Regions from separate parts of the Mus musculus genome. Here regions 2 and 3 are each linked to region 1. Evidence: chromatin contacts called from public HiChIP or PLAC-seq and promoter capture Hi-C data. All regions are on one chromosome and are shown on one strand. The core of a region is the stretch at or near the end of the contact, and the rest is flanking DNA. Distances in the headings are between cores, read along the strand shown.

Region 1 (4,169 bases), core at 902-3,401:
GTATAGACAAAAGCTCAGAAGTGAGAAGAGGATATAAAACCAAGAACTGGGATATAAACAATAGCCAGGAGGGTGAGAGGAGATAAGCCATAGGACAGACAGGCATGATGATCCAGACAGACAGAAGCCACTGAGCTCAGCAAGGACACAGGAAAAAGAGACCTGGACCAAGTACATGCTTTGTAAGACATAACTGAGGGGCAAATGGAAGTGTCTCAGTCAGAAAAGTTGGCGGGTGTTAAGATAACTTAGAGCGTCTTCCAGAAAAGCACATAAGAGTCTGAAAGCCGTGACCTTACATAGCCTCAGCAGTAATCTTCGAAGCTCTCATTTTCCCCGAACAAATCAGAACACTGGAGCATACACACCACTCTACGGATCACCCAAGCAATAGTCACATGACTTCATCCCGAAAAGTAAATGTTAGGGATTCTTGGTTGCGTAAGACAAACTGACCGCTAAAGAATGTTGAGAACATTCCAGGAAGTTCAAACCAGACTCCATGGAAATCAGCCACCGTGAGGACATGAGAGAAGATAAAGCATGGCTCTCCACTTCCCTGTTGTCACCATCAGGTCTCACCAGAGGGTCCTGGTCAATCCTTCTGAGCCTTATTAGTAAAAGCGGATTCACTGTGGCCCTTGCACGTGTGCATATTGTGGGCTGTGATCATATTCATAGCCTCATTTCCCCCACTCACCTGCTCCTTCCTCCTGATGCTTGCCATGTCTCCTAACTCCACCCCACCCCCACCCCCAATTTTCTCCTCTTGGTATTTATGTCCCTTCCTTAGGCGACAGAGAAACAGGCGATATTAGTTGTTTGGGCTCTGGCTTATTTCCAGGCATCTACCTACAAATGACTTGATTTTGTTCATCTCTCTGAATAATAAACCATTGGGTAATTATGCCATATCTTCTGTATTGTATCCAGCCATCTGTTGATAGGCAGAATGCCCATTCTAGGACTTGGCTCTTGCAAATAGCTCCAGTCTCATACTCTAATTAATGGGGAGCAAACTATTTATAAAACCACCCACGAATGCTAAGTCCTACTTGTAGATCGAAGGCTTCGATTTCACATGTTGGAGCACTGAACTGAGACCACACCATAAGGATATGAATAACTCCTGTCAGAACTGTTGGTGTAACATCACATAACAAAGCTAGGCCAGCCCACTAAAATAAAAAAAAATAACAAGAACTACACTGTTCACAAAGTGAACAGGTGCCTAGAATTAAAAGGCTAATGATACCTAAGGCCTCACAAAGCCCTTGACTCATAACAGGTTTCAACATTTAGGTAACGACCATTACTGCTGTTTCCTGTTATGTTTAAAGTTTACGGTTTTATGTGAAAAGGAAATTTCTTTATATACCTTATGCTCACTTAACTGGCACGTTTGTTGGTAGTACATGGAATCATAAATACATAAACAATGAGTTGTCTTTATGAAGCTCTCAGGAAAATGCAGGAATAATTTTAGTCTGTAATGGTTTTATTCAAGCTTGTTTAATTTCATTAAGCAAAAACACTGTAGGGATAGTCAATGCTCTAACATACCATGTGATTTTAATCGTCGTCCTGTGCCTTCCTAGTGTGCCCTAGCTTCATCCTCTTTCTACCACACAAGGTGATATGTTTGTAGTCTGTTACACATTACAAGGAAGAAAGTGAGAACAAAAGCACCGCCCTTCCAAGAACACGCACAGACATGATCACTCCTGTTGGCGACCTGCAAAAGGCCTGGGGTAGGGAAACTGCTAGGCCAGCAAGGATGCGCCTGCTGTTCACAGCTGAGAAGATGAGAGGCTTTTCAGCCACAGACCCACACACTGACAATAGAACGGGCCTCAGGCAGGACCCTGGCTTACAGAGGTGACACAGACAAAAGGGATGACGGGAGGTGGATGGGGGTAGGGACGCCCTAGGCCCAAGGTGGTACCTGCGCCGCATCCAGCGCCCCTGCCACTGAGTCTCCGCTCCAGAGATGTTCGCGGAGAAGCTGCTGGTAGTTGAGGCAGTGCTTCGCAGCAGATGGTAGATTCCCCATAGCAGCAGCCTAGGTGCCGTGGGCGGTGCTGGATCCCACGGCCGGAGCCGAGAGCCGGGTGAGAGCCGGGAGCGCGTCCCGCGGGTGCCCGGGGTCCGAGCTGCACTGCGGCGGCGCGGTTCCTGGGCAACGCCCAGGCAGGGGTGTAGCGGGCACCTGAGTCCCGCGCTGAGAGCCAGATCCTGGATGGGGACAGTTAATTGAGGCAGGGTGGCACTCCCCCCCCCCCTCCGTAAAATATGGTGCTCTCAGGGCTGATTGTCTGCAGGTGCTCGCCTGAGTCAGAGCTCTAGGCAGGACCCAGGCCTCTGAGAGGAAGAAGCACTGGGCTCTCTACAGACATTCTCTCCTTCCCAGCCACAAGCCTGTAGGGTTGGCACTGTGAATCGGTTTGAGTTTATGTCAAAACTCTATTTAAAATTGCCGAGGCGCTTTGTGGTATTAAAAAACACAAACCCTAAATTAAGGGCGAGGGAGGGGGGTATATCGGAGGTAAACAAGCAAACCAAGAGTTGTCAGTAAGCCGATGGTGCAAGATAAATGTTGAAATGCTGAATTCTTTTTCGCTGTTTTACATTTATTGGTTTTAGTGGTTGTCTCCTTCCACTGTCACATGGGGTTAGGACTAGAACTTAACTGTCTGCTTCGGCGTCACCACAAGTTCCTTTACTATCCCCCTGGGTATGAAGAACTGTTTTTTTAAGAAGAAGAAAAAGAAGAAGAAGAAGGAGGAGGAGGAGGAGGAGGAGGAGGAGGAGGAGGAGGAGGAGGAGGAAAGAAAGAAAAAAGCAATAACTAAATTCATAAAGGCTTTTCTTTCATTCAAACAAAAACAACCTGTCAGAAGTTAGAAGTAATTATAAATTAAATAAATTTTAATGTATATATTTATAAAATATTTATAATATAAATGTATATTTAGTTTCTATATAAGTATGTTTGATTTATATATAAGTTTATATATTATAAATATAAATTATTGGATTTATATGATAGCCTTGGAATCAGATAACCCCTGCTTCATTCGGCCTACTTCATAAGCACACTTAGATTGCAACACTCTAATGCTCTTCAGCGTGGAGTCCATAGCTTGCAGCTGATAGCACACAATCGTCAGGAACAGTCTTGTGCAGGGAGAGCTAGCTGGCCCTACTGTTTCCACAGCTAGGAGGAATCAAGAGCGCCCAGGTGCACAAGCTTGCACAAAGGATGGCGTATATATACAACGACTAACTTCTGAGACATAATATGAACAGATTTTGAAGGGATTCACCACCCAGATTGGATAAAGAATATTTTTATTAATTCCTTGGCAATTTCATACAAGATCTTTTGAACACATTCACGCCCTGTACTCCAAATCCTCCCAACCACCTCTTCATCCCTTTTATCCAACTTTAGGATAGCTTGTTACATTTTTTTCCCCCCATCAAGTCCTGTTTGTGTTGCCCAACTATTTTGGGTAAAGGGAACTGCCCTGGTGGGTGCGCAACTGACTCTCCCTTTCTAAGCAGCCATCCGGTGCCAACAGCTAGCTACTCAGTGGGATCTCATACCTACTTTCCCGGCTCTCCCCCGGGCTTTTGTCTGGCTGGTGTTTGTGCTGGTCTTGTGCATGCTGTTAACAGTTGCTATGAGTTTGTTTATGCAACTACCCTGTTGTACCCGGAAAACACTATTTCCTTGATGTTATCCTCTGCCTGGGGTTCTTACAGTCTTAATGTTCTCTCTTCCCTGAGCCCTGGGGGTTGGAGTGTGATATGTACATCCCTTTTAGAGTTGAGCAATGAATAATCTTATTTTCTGTACACAAGCCTAAAAAGATCGAGATAACACCGAGCTTTGAGGCACATGGTGCAGTTCTCTCTCCTCATTGGATAGGTTGACCTGGGAGCCCCAGCTCTGTAGAGAATGCTCTGTGGTTACAAGTATACACAGTTCTTTGGCGTCCATGTAGGTGGCTCCCAGACACCTATAACATCTAGCCCCAGGGGAATCTGACTCTTCTAGCATCTGGGGAACCCCTACTGACATGCACATACACACAGATTCTCCATTTTATTTTGTCTTTTAAGAAAACACAAAAATAGATTTAAAGTTAAAAATAATAATAAAA
Region 2 (4,169 bases), core at 666-3,165, 1.7 Mb before region 1:
TTCACCAGATCCCGTCACGATGGAAATGTGTGGTACACCTGAGGTCCTGCTCTGCTGTTCCTCTCACACCACTCACTTTACTCGTCTGCCATGGGAAGTCTCTCCAAACAGGCAGTTAGTTGTACATGCTCTTCCTGCCAACAGGGGGAGCGTTTTTTTTTTTTTTTTCTAAAACAGAAAGAAGGATCTGGATCCGGGAGGTTCCTGGTTAGTAGAGAAAAGGCAAGGGGCATGGTGAACCACTGTGCTTCGACTGCACTGAACATCTGCGGATGAAGTTCAACTCCAAATGGTTATAAAGACATTCATTTGTTTTTATTTTTGTCTTTATGGAGTCCTAGCAAGACAGCGAAAAGTAAATTTTTGATTGCTCAACAGTGGCTGGTTCCATGAGAACCTTAAAGGACGCCACAATTTGCTGCTGCCAACTATATATATTTCCTAGTTAGGCCCTAGGAAAAACAAGTGGATAAAACCCATAATATCCCTGCCCTGTATATGATACACGGAACACAAATGAAGAACTGTCAAATGTAAATACACAACAAACTTTGGACTAAAACTGGAGAACTGCCAAACGAGTGTGTCCCTTTCCTGAAAGAAAATGTGGTGATAGACAATTTTTTTTGTAGGAATATATATTAGTCCTAATACTTCCTTAGGCCAAGCATAATTCTTTCAGCTGCAGATGGCAGAATCATCTACCAACATTAGATACAGAAAAACTAACTTTTCGCAAGCTAGTCTATGCCGGTACAGCAACACTTTGAAACTTAGCCCAAGGATAATACTAAACGATAAATACATACAGGAGTGGCACGCTATCTGCCGTAAATGCCAACCCCACACAATAAAGGTCAGACTCAAGAGGTTATTTAACTTTATGTATCTTTTTATCAATGTGCTTATTTAAAAATAGGGGATGCACACACAAAAAAATGTTTTTAGCGTTGCCGCTTTCAGATGGTTCGAACAAATGGGTCCCAGAGATCATGCACAAGTTTTAGCATTGACTGGTAACGCTTAGCTGCTGGCTCTAACCAGTCTTACCTAACCTCTAAGTTGTAAGCATTTACAGTTAAACCGGATAATGAAGTCTCCCGTCTTTTAGGAAGACAACCCCAAGTCCTTAGGTCTAGCAATGTATTTGTTGCAATGTATAACTCTAAAGTTTGCGGACAGATGTGAGATGTGTCAGGCGTTTAAGAAAAAGAGCTAGAGAAAACCGAGGGCCGAAGCAAACACCCTGGAGATTTGAAACGTGATAGCAAGCCAGCCGGGCAAGTCGGTCCTGTACACACTCATCTCCAAGGCGAACAGTGCGACCGGACGCCGGGAGGCAGATATTCACACTCCTCCCGCTCAGGCCCTCCCTGTGTCCGAGCGGCTTGCCTCCCGACAGGAATGAATGAGCCCGAGTGGCCAGCGCCGAGCCCGGGCCGGTGGCGGGGCCGCGGGCGGCCTGGCCGAACAAAGGCGCGCGGGCTCACCTCGTCACCCCACTTGAGCACGTCCTTGTGCCGGTCCTTGACTGCGTGGTAGATGTGCAGGAACTGGAGGATGCCGTGCCTCCGCACGTGGTCGGCGTGGCGCTGGGTCTCTTCCCAGCTCAGTGGCGAGCCTTGGGACAGCAGCCCCATGGCCGCGTCCTCCTCCCGGCCGCAGCTCCGCTCTGGGGGCGCCCTCGGGCCGCGCGGCGGGCGTCCCGTCCGTTCCCGCTCCGGCTCGGACCCCGCCGCGCGGTTGACAGCCCGGGTCGGGGTCTCTCGCCGCCGCCCGGTCTCGCGCTCCCACGCCGGCCCTGCGGCCCTGGCCGCCGCGGCAGCGCTCCACTCGGCGCCGCCGGTGTCGTGCACGGGCTTCCTACTTGCGACCCAAAGCTGCGGCGACACAGAGCATGCCCAGTTCCGCGCCTGCCGCTCCGTGCGCCGCGCTCCAGATTTTATAGGCTGCGGCGGGGGCGGGGAACGAAGCGGCAGGTCGTGGGTGGGGCCTGGGGCGGGGGCGGGGCTGAGGCCGAGGGTGTCCGCGGGGGGGCGGGGCTGTCTGCGAATAAGGACTGAAAAGTCTGGGTCCTAAGAGAAAACTGGGTCAAAAAAAAAAAAAAAAAAAAAAAAAAAAAGGGAGGGGGGGAGAGGGAGAGAGAGAGAGAGAGAGAGCTGAAATATCTGAATATCTGTTCAACTCTGTACTGGTAGAAAGGGTATAAAGTTAAGAGTAATCCTTTTTTTTTTTTTCTTTTTTCTTCTTGGTTTTTCAAGACAGGGTTTCTCTGTGTAGCCCTGGCTGTCCTGGACTGGCTTTGCTGGACTCGAACTCATAGAGATCCTCCTGCCTCCCATGTGCTGGGATCAATTATGTGCACTACCACGCCTGGCTGAGTAATACTGTGTGAGTGTGTGTGCGTGTGTGTGTATGTGTGGTTTTTCGAGACAGGGTTTCTCTGTGTAGCCCTGGCTGTCCTGGAACTCACTCTGTAGTCCAGGCTGGCCTTGAACTCAGAAATCTGCCTGCCTCTGTCTCCCAAGTGTTGGGATTAAAGGCATGTGCCACCACTGCCTGGCTGAGTAATACTTTTTAATAAATGTTGTACGACTCCACATGGCATGGATATGCATAGAGTTGATTGCTGGTTATTTACATGCGTCCATGTATGGGCAGGGATTAGATATATGTATATCATCATTGTAAACCCTGTACGTTAACTATTTGCCAATGGGATCTCTGGTCGGCACAGAGATCACTCACTGTGCAAAAGAGGTCTTGTCTTGTCTTGTCTCCAAGTGTGCAGTGTGAGAAGTTTCTTCAGAAGTTTCCCCACCTTCAGAACCGAAGGTCCATCCAGCGGTGGTCATTCTATTGCTCAGGAGAGCTTTACCCTGAGTGCGGAAGGCTCTGGGAACTGGATTCCGTGGGAACGAAGGGAAGGTACCTTGCCCGAATAGTTATTCGATTAATGTTTTGCAACTGTATAAATATATGCAGTAACTAGATGATCCATTCATGTACAGAGGGCAGAAAACATTTATTACACCCTCCCCCCCCCCACACACACATTGTAACTACATTTTCAACATGTAGTTACTTAGAGACAAGATCTCACTAGATAGCCCAACCTGGCCTTGAACTCCAGGCAGCCATCGTGCCTCAGCCTCCTGAGTGTTGGGATTAGAGGCATGGACTTCCACATTTGCTTTAGATTTAATAGTTAATGAACACTCATCACAACATTCAATGAACACTAATCGATGAATGCATGATAGGAATATTTCCTCATTGAATGAGGCCATCAAAGAGCTTGGGGCCACAGATACTGAAAGTGTGGCTGTGATTTGCACAGTGGAATGCATTTAAGTATGTGCACAGGTTAGATGGCATCTAAAACTGAGGAGACATGATGCTGTCTCTCTCTCGCACATAGCTGGAATAATATTCTTTTAAAAAACCATTCTAACACCACCACCACTCAATCTTCACTACTTACTGCCCACTACCTTATTGTGTCCTCCCCACCATCCTTGCTAGGTTGTTAACTATGTTCTGATCCACCATTCTTTCTTCTTTTCTGGGTGCTGCAGATTCTCCAGCTGATACACTCCTTTGAGTCCTGACTACTCTGTGTTGTGCCTGAATTTGTATCACTATATATGTTGGATACTGGCTTTCCTTAGAGTACCGGTGATGTCTGTGTGTTTGTGTGTGTGTGTGTGTGTGTGTGTGTGTGCGCCCGCGCACGTCTGTGTGTGTATTTTGTACTTCTAGGGAACTGTTCAATATAGACTAGTGTTTAATAAGCCTAGGTTCTCTGTGAGCAGAACAGGTATTGGGAGATGGGGAGAGAAGCTGTTTTACCTGCATGTAAAGTACCCCAAAGAAGATTTGGTTATTCTCAAAGTCTCACCTCACATTTTCATACACCTGCATGACTCAGCAGGACAGCTGCCAGCCTCAAGTGATTATTGAGCATTTGGAATCCTACTGACATGACATAAGAAGTGAACTTTTAGTTGTAGTAAGCTTAATTTTGGGGGGCTGGAGAGATGGCTCAGCGGTTAAGAGCACTGACTGCTTTTCCGAAGGTCCTGAGTTCAAATCCCAGCAACCACATGTTGGCTTACAACCATCTGAACAGCTCCAGTATACTCATAAAAATAAATAAATACATCTTT
Region 3 (4,169 bases), core at 1,251-3,750, 1.2 Mb before region 1:
CAAGACAAGATCCTAGTAGGGAAAGCAGAGTGACATAGAAGACAAGAACACTGGAGTTGTCAAGCTCTTTTAGAATAAACGGAGCCATTGACAAAATTCTATACATCACTGGCCCGGGATCCATATACTAGATAGACTTCAGAGAAGAGTGCATCTAAGACTGGACGGCAGGCACTCTTTGAGGTTAGAAGTACGCATATTCATCTCTGAATCCTTATTGAATGACGCATAAAGTTAAAATACCTTGATTCAAAGTCTTTGATGATAATCTAGATTTGACCGACTTTTCTGGTCTTAGGAGTCTTTTTATACTCTCTTGTATTATTTATAAAGTTAAAAACCCACAGTGCCATGAGAAGTAACATACAAGGGATAGTATCTGACACATAAGCATGGGCTGCCCGAGCTGAATCTAACTGTAGGATTCTATGGAGCAATGCTTTCCTTATTCACATTCACAGGGTAGACATTCAGAACAGCTCAGAGGTCCAAGATCTTCTGACTTGTGTCCTCTGCTTCCTGTCTATTCATGCTACTCACTTCTCTTACTGCTCTAACAAGGGCTTCCCTAAATCTTCTCTGACTGTCAGATAAATTCTTCTAGATCCAACAGGATACCATTTCCCATTCTGAGTGTAGCCAAATTCTTGCAATTAATTCACAGCAAATGTCTGTGCTCTTGTGGCTTTATGAACGGTCAGGAAAATACCACCGCATGGTTTAGTTTTTGTCAGCTTGACACAAACTAGAGTTGCCAGGCAAAAAAACAAATCTCAATCAGAGAAATGTTCCCATTTTATTGTCTTGTAGATAGGTCTTTATGGCATTCTCTTGATGGTGTATGGATATGAGAGGGCCCAGCCCACTGTGAGGGGTGACACCCCTGGGCAAGTCCTGGGAGGTATAAGAAAGTGAGCCTGGAAGCTAGTTGATAAGCAGTGTTCCTCCTTGCTGCCTGCCCTAGTTTCCCTCAGTGGCAGACTGGGATCAGGATGTGTAAGTCAAATAAGCCTTTTTTATCTTCAAGTTGCTTTTGGTCATGATGCTTATCAGTGCAACAGAGAGGAGAAGTAGGAGAACAACACACCAGCAACAGGATACAACCCAGAAGCTTGTTGAAAGTGCAGGTGTGGAGAATCCACTGCTGAACTTCTCAAGCAGAAACTACAGTTCTAAAGGTGCTGCCAATGGCGGATCATGCAGTGACATTTAAGAACTATAGGATGGGTGATGGGCGATCTTTAAAACTCTCTTCTCTTTGTATCTCTGTTATTTATATGACAGATTTATGTATATTCTCAGAAAGAATGAAAGGTTCTTGGCATCAGATATACATAACCATGAGTGTAGATGTCAGAAGATATCTCTTACTGATGTAACAGCACATACATTTAGAAATTTGGCCCTTTCCTGGGGCAAGATGTACTAGTGTTATTTGCAATAGTTTCCCTGCTTCTTAATAGAATCACTGTGAGTCATTATTGCGCTCATGATTGTCCTAAGTTCAAGCTCTTGACAATGTTGAAAATATTAAATGCTGTAACTGTACGTGAAATAAAACCTTCACTTTTGCATAGCATTCAGTATATAGCCAGCTCCCTCCACATTACATCTTCCAGTGCTTATGCACAAATATAGATTGCATAGGTTTGTAGAAAAAAATCAATGCTTAGAGAATAGGAATACTGAATAAATCAATCTCGTGAGAAATATTTGTGACTTGTTTATAGGTAGGCAGGGCAGTCACTATCTTCCAGCAACAGTGGAAGGGAATTTTGTTTTGACAGCTATTTGGTAACAAGATCTCTTTTAGAGCTACTTTTGTTTAACAGCAGAACTTGAGTCACTCGGATGCTCCAATATCATTGACTGCCGTTCACACGCCAAGGACTTGTCACTGAAATGACTGGCTTTCCAAAATGATCACTGTGTTTTCCAGTTCTTTATTTAGACGCTGTGTTTGCATGTGTTTGTGCATCTGAATGTTCTCTGCGAGCGTGGTCAACCAATCACTGAAACTGGCAGATGCCAGGGCCCTTCAATCAGCTTCTCATTGCTGTCCAATCTGGCTTCTCCCTTCCTTTCAGGGAATACATAATTGGACTGCAAGCCTGAAAGGAAAAGAGGGCAAACACATAGAGGTAGCAATTTTTCACTTCCACTGATCCCATTTTAGCAGTCAGTGTGACCTCTCGTGAAGTTCCAAAAGTAAAAATTGTCAAAACAAACCCTTTGGAGCTGAAAAATACTCAACTCGGAGAAGCATCTGTTCTGTGTTCTTTTAGATTCCTCCTCCCCCGCAACCGTGTGTGTGTGTGTGTGTGTGTGTGTGTGTGTGTGTGTGTGTGCGCGCGTGTGTGCGTGTGCATATGGGTGCATGCGTATGTGCTTGCGTGTGTGTGTGTGTGTGTGTGTGTGTGTGTGTGTGTGTGTGTGTGTGTGTAGGCGATTGCGTGCGTGTGCCTGTGTTGTTTTAGTAACAGGCTCTCTTTCCACCTCAGTCATTGGTTTGCTTTCAGAGCAGGGGCTTCTGAGTGCCTGCAGGAACAATTACTTCCAAATGACCTCCTGCATCTTAGCGGGGAGCCTTGAGACCACACCCAAGGTAAAGAGAAGTCTTTGCTTAATGCTTTCAGTAACTTTTAAAGACACCCAGTTCTGGTATATGCCGGAGGGTGTGAGGGCGAGCTACCCGGGAGCTGATAAATTTGTCTGTGTTGTTGAAATGAGATGGTATCTATAGTCAGAGAAACGGGCAACTGATAAAGACAAAACTGCTTGTTGGGCAAAGAAAAAGCCAAGGATTGCGCTTGGCATAGAGTTAATGTTTGAATGCTTGTGATGTCTTTTCTTAGTAAGAGGCTATTGGTCCTCTGTGCTGCGGGTGCCAACACGGTGGTGTGTTTGGGGGGCACTTTTAGGGAAATAGAAGAAAGAATAGCACACAGCCTGAAGCTGAGCAAAGGAGCTTACAGCCTGCGAGGCACTGGGGAAAACACCTCTCATGTTATAGCCTGTGCCACCGGTGAGAAGGGGTCAGTCTGACAAAAGGGGTATCTCAAGCCACTATTTTAATCCACTTAGTTCTTATTTCTGTTATTAAAATAGTTTCCCGAAGATCAGATGTTTAAATGGCATTGGCAGCTGAAAGTGTTAATTGCCAATTAAGAAGCGAATGCCATTAACTTGCATCCGCTTCCGCTTTGTGGGAAAATGATTTTTTTTTTTTGTCTCCATAGCGATTCATTTTGGGGCTCTGTTAGATCTGCCACACAGTGTGCAGTAAATGGTAAATGGCTTTCTTCTTCTTCTTCTTCTTCTTCTTCTTCTTCTTCTTCTTCTTCTTCTTCTTCTTCTTCTTCTTCTTCTTCTTCTTCTTCTTCTTCTTTTTTTTTTTCTGAGCAAGGGATTCATCAGTCTACAGGCTAACATAGATCTTCAGAATATTCCACAGTGTGGCTAGTGTAGCTTCAAATCCCATTCCATCAAAAGGTCCTTTCAAGTGAACCTTAGGTTTCTGGTAAGACACAATACAGGTGCTAGATAAACACAGTGAAAGACCTGGGTGCTAATTTTGTAGTACTTTCTTGAAAGTTAATATCAAAGGGTTGCCCTTTTCCTGATGTTCTGGAATATGCATATAAGGACAGGAATCAATCCCTGAGTTTATTTCTACTCAGTAGTAACTCAGTGAGGTAAGCCTTTAATCTTTAGATTACATATAACATATATCACATATCACACACATATATCTATATGTAATAAGTAAATATTATATATAATGTATTTGTTCAACTAAAATAAGGAAGTAGAATTGCTTCCCTACATTGATGACGATATTTCACTTAGGGAGGGCATTGAAGTTCCTGTGGGCAGAGTGTAGCCATAAAGTTGAAGGCCACTATCTTGCTCCTGTTCAATGGCCTTCTTTCTCATCGTGTGTTCATGTTTAGAAATCTCTCCATCATACTGTGAGAAGGGCACATCTTGTTCATCTATGTACTGGCTTCCTTTTGTTCTTGTTTTGTGTACTAAAATTATAACTACCAACTTTTTAAAAGACTATAGGTGGAAGTATCCCTTGCAGAATTTTGTACTTTAGAGATTTAAGACAAGACAAGCTGGACAATTGTGCAAGGCACTTGGGGAAGTAAGTTTAGATCACTGTA

What was found. Promoter capture Hi-C pulls out the DNA fragments that hold promoters and counts their contacts. HiChIP or PLAC-seq counts read pairs in DNA pulled down with a chosen protein or histone mark.
Region 2: a FOXA1 HiChIP or PLAC-seq map of pancreatic cancer cells shows a contact between it and region 1. The contact joins the promoter of Gclc here to the promoter of Hmgcll1 in region 1. A contact is called at or near these places in 1 of 39 promoter capture datasets (hippocampal neurons) and 1 of 115 datasets of contacts at active chromatin or transcription factors (pancreatic cancer cells).
Region 3: a promoter capture Hi-C map of hippocampal neurons shows a contact between it and region 1, with 6 times the contacts expected there. The contact joins the promoter of Mlip here to the promoter of Hmgcll1 in region 1. A contact is called at or near these places in 2 of 39 promoter capture datasets (hippocampal neurons and liver).

What each region holds. Positions count from the first base shown.
Region 1 is chr9:76,012,959-76,017,127 of GRCm38.p6, reverse strand. Hmgcll1 (3-hydroxymethyl-3-methylglutaryl-Coenzyme A lyase-like 1) reads right to left here and starts at 2,151. Exons shown (of 9, transcript NM_173731.2): 1 at 1,946-2,151. The coding sequence starts at 2,053.
Region 2 is chr9:77,752,281-77,756,449 of GRCm38.p6, reverse strand. It overlaps Gclc (glutamate-cysteine ligase, catalytic subunit), which reads right to left and starts at 1,915. Exons shown (of 16, transcript NM_010295.2): 1 at 1,491-1,915. The coding sequence starts at 1,640.
Region 3 is chr9:77,250,183-77,254,351 of GRCm38.p6, reverse strand. It overlaps Mlip (muscular LMNA-interacting protein), which reads left to right and starts at 2,500. Exons shown (of 11, transcript NM_001368955.1): 1 at 2,500-2,605. The coding sequence starts at 2,561.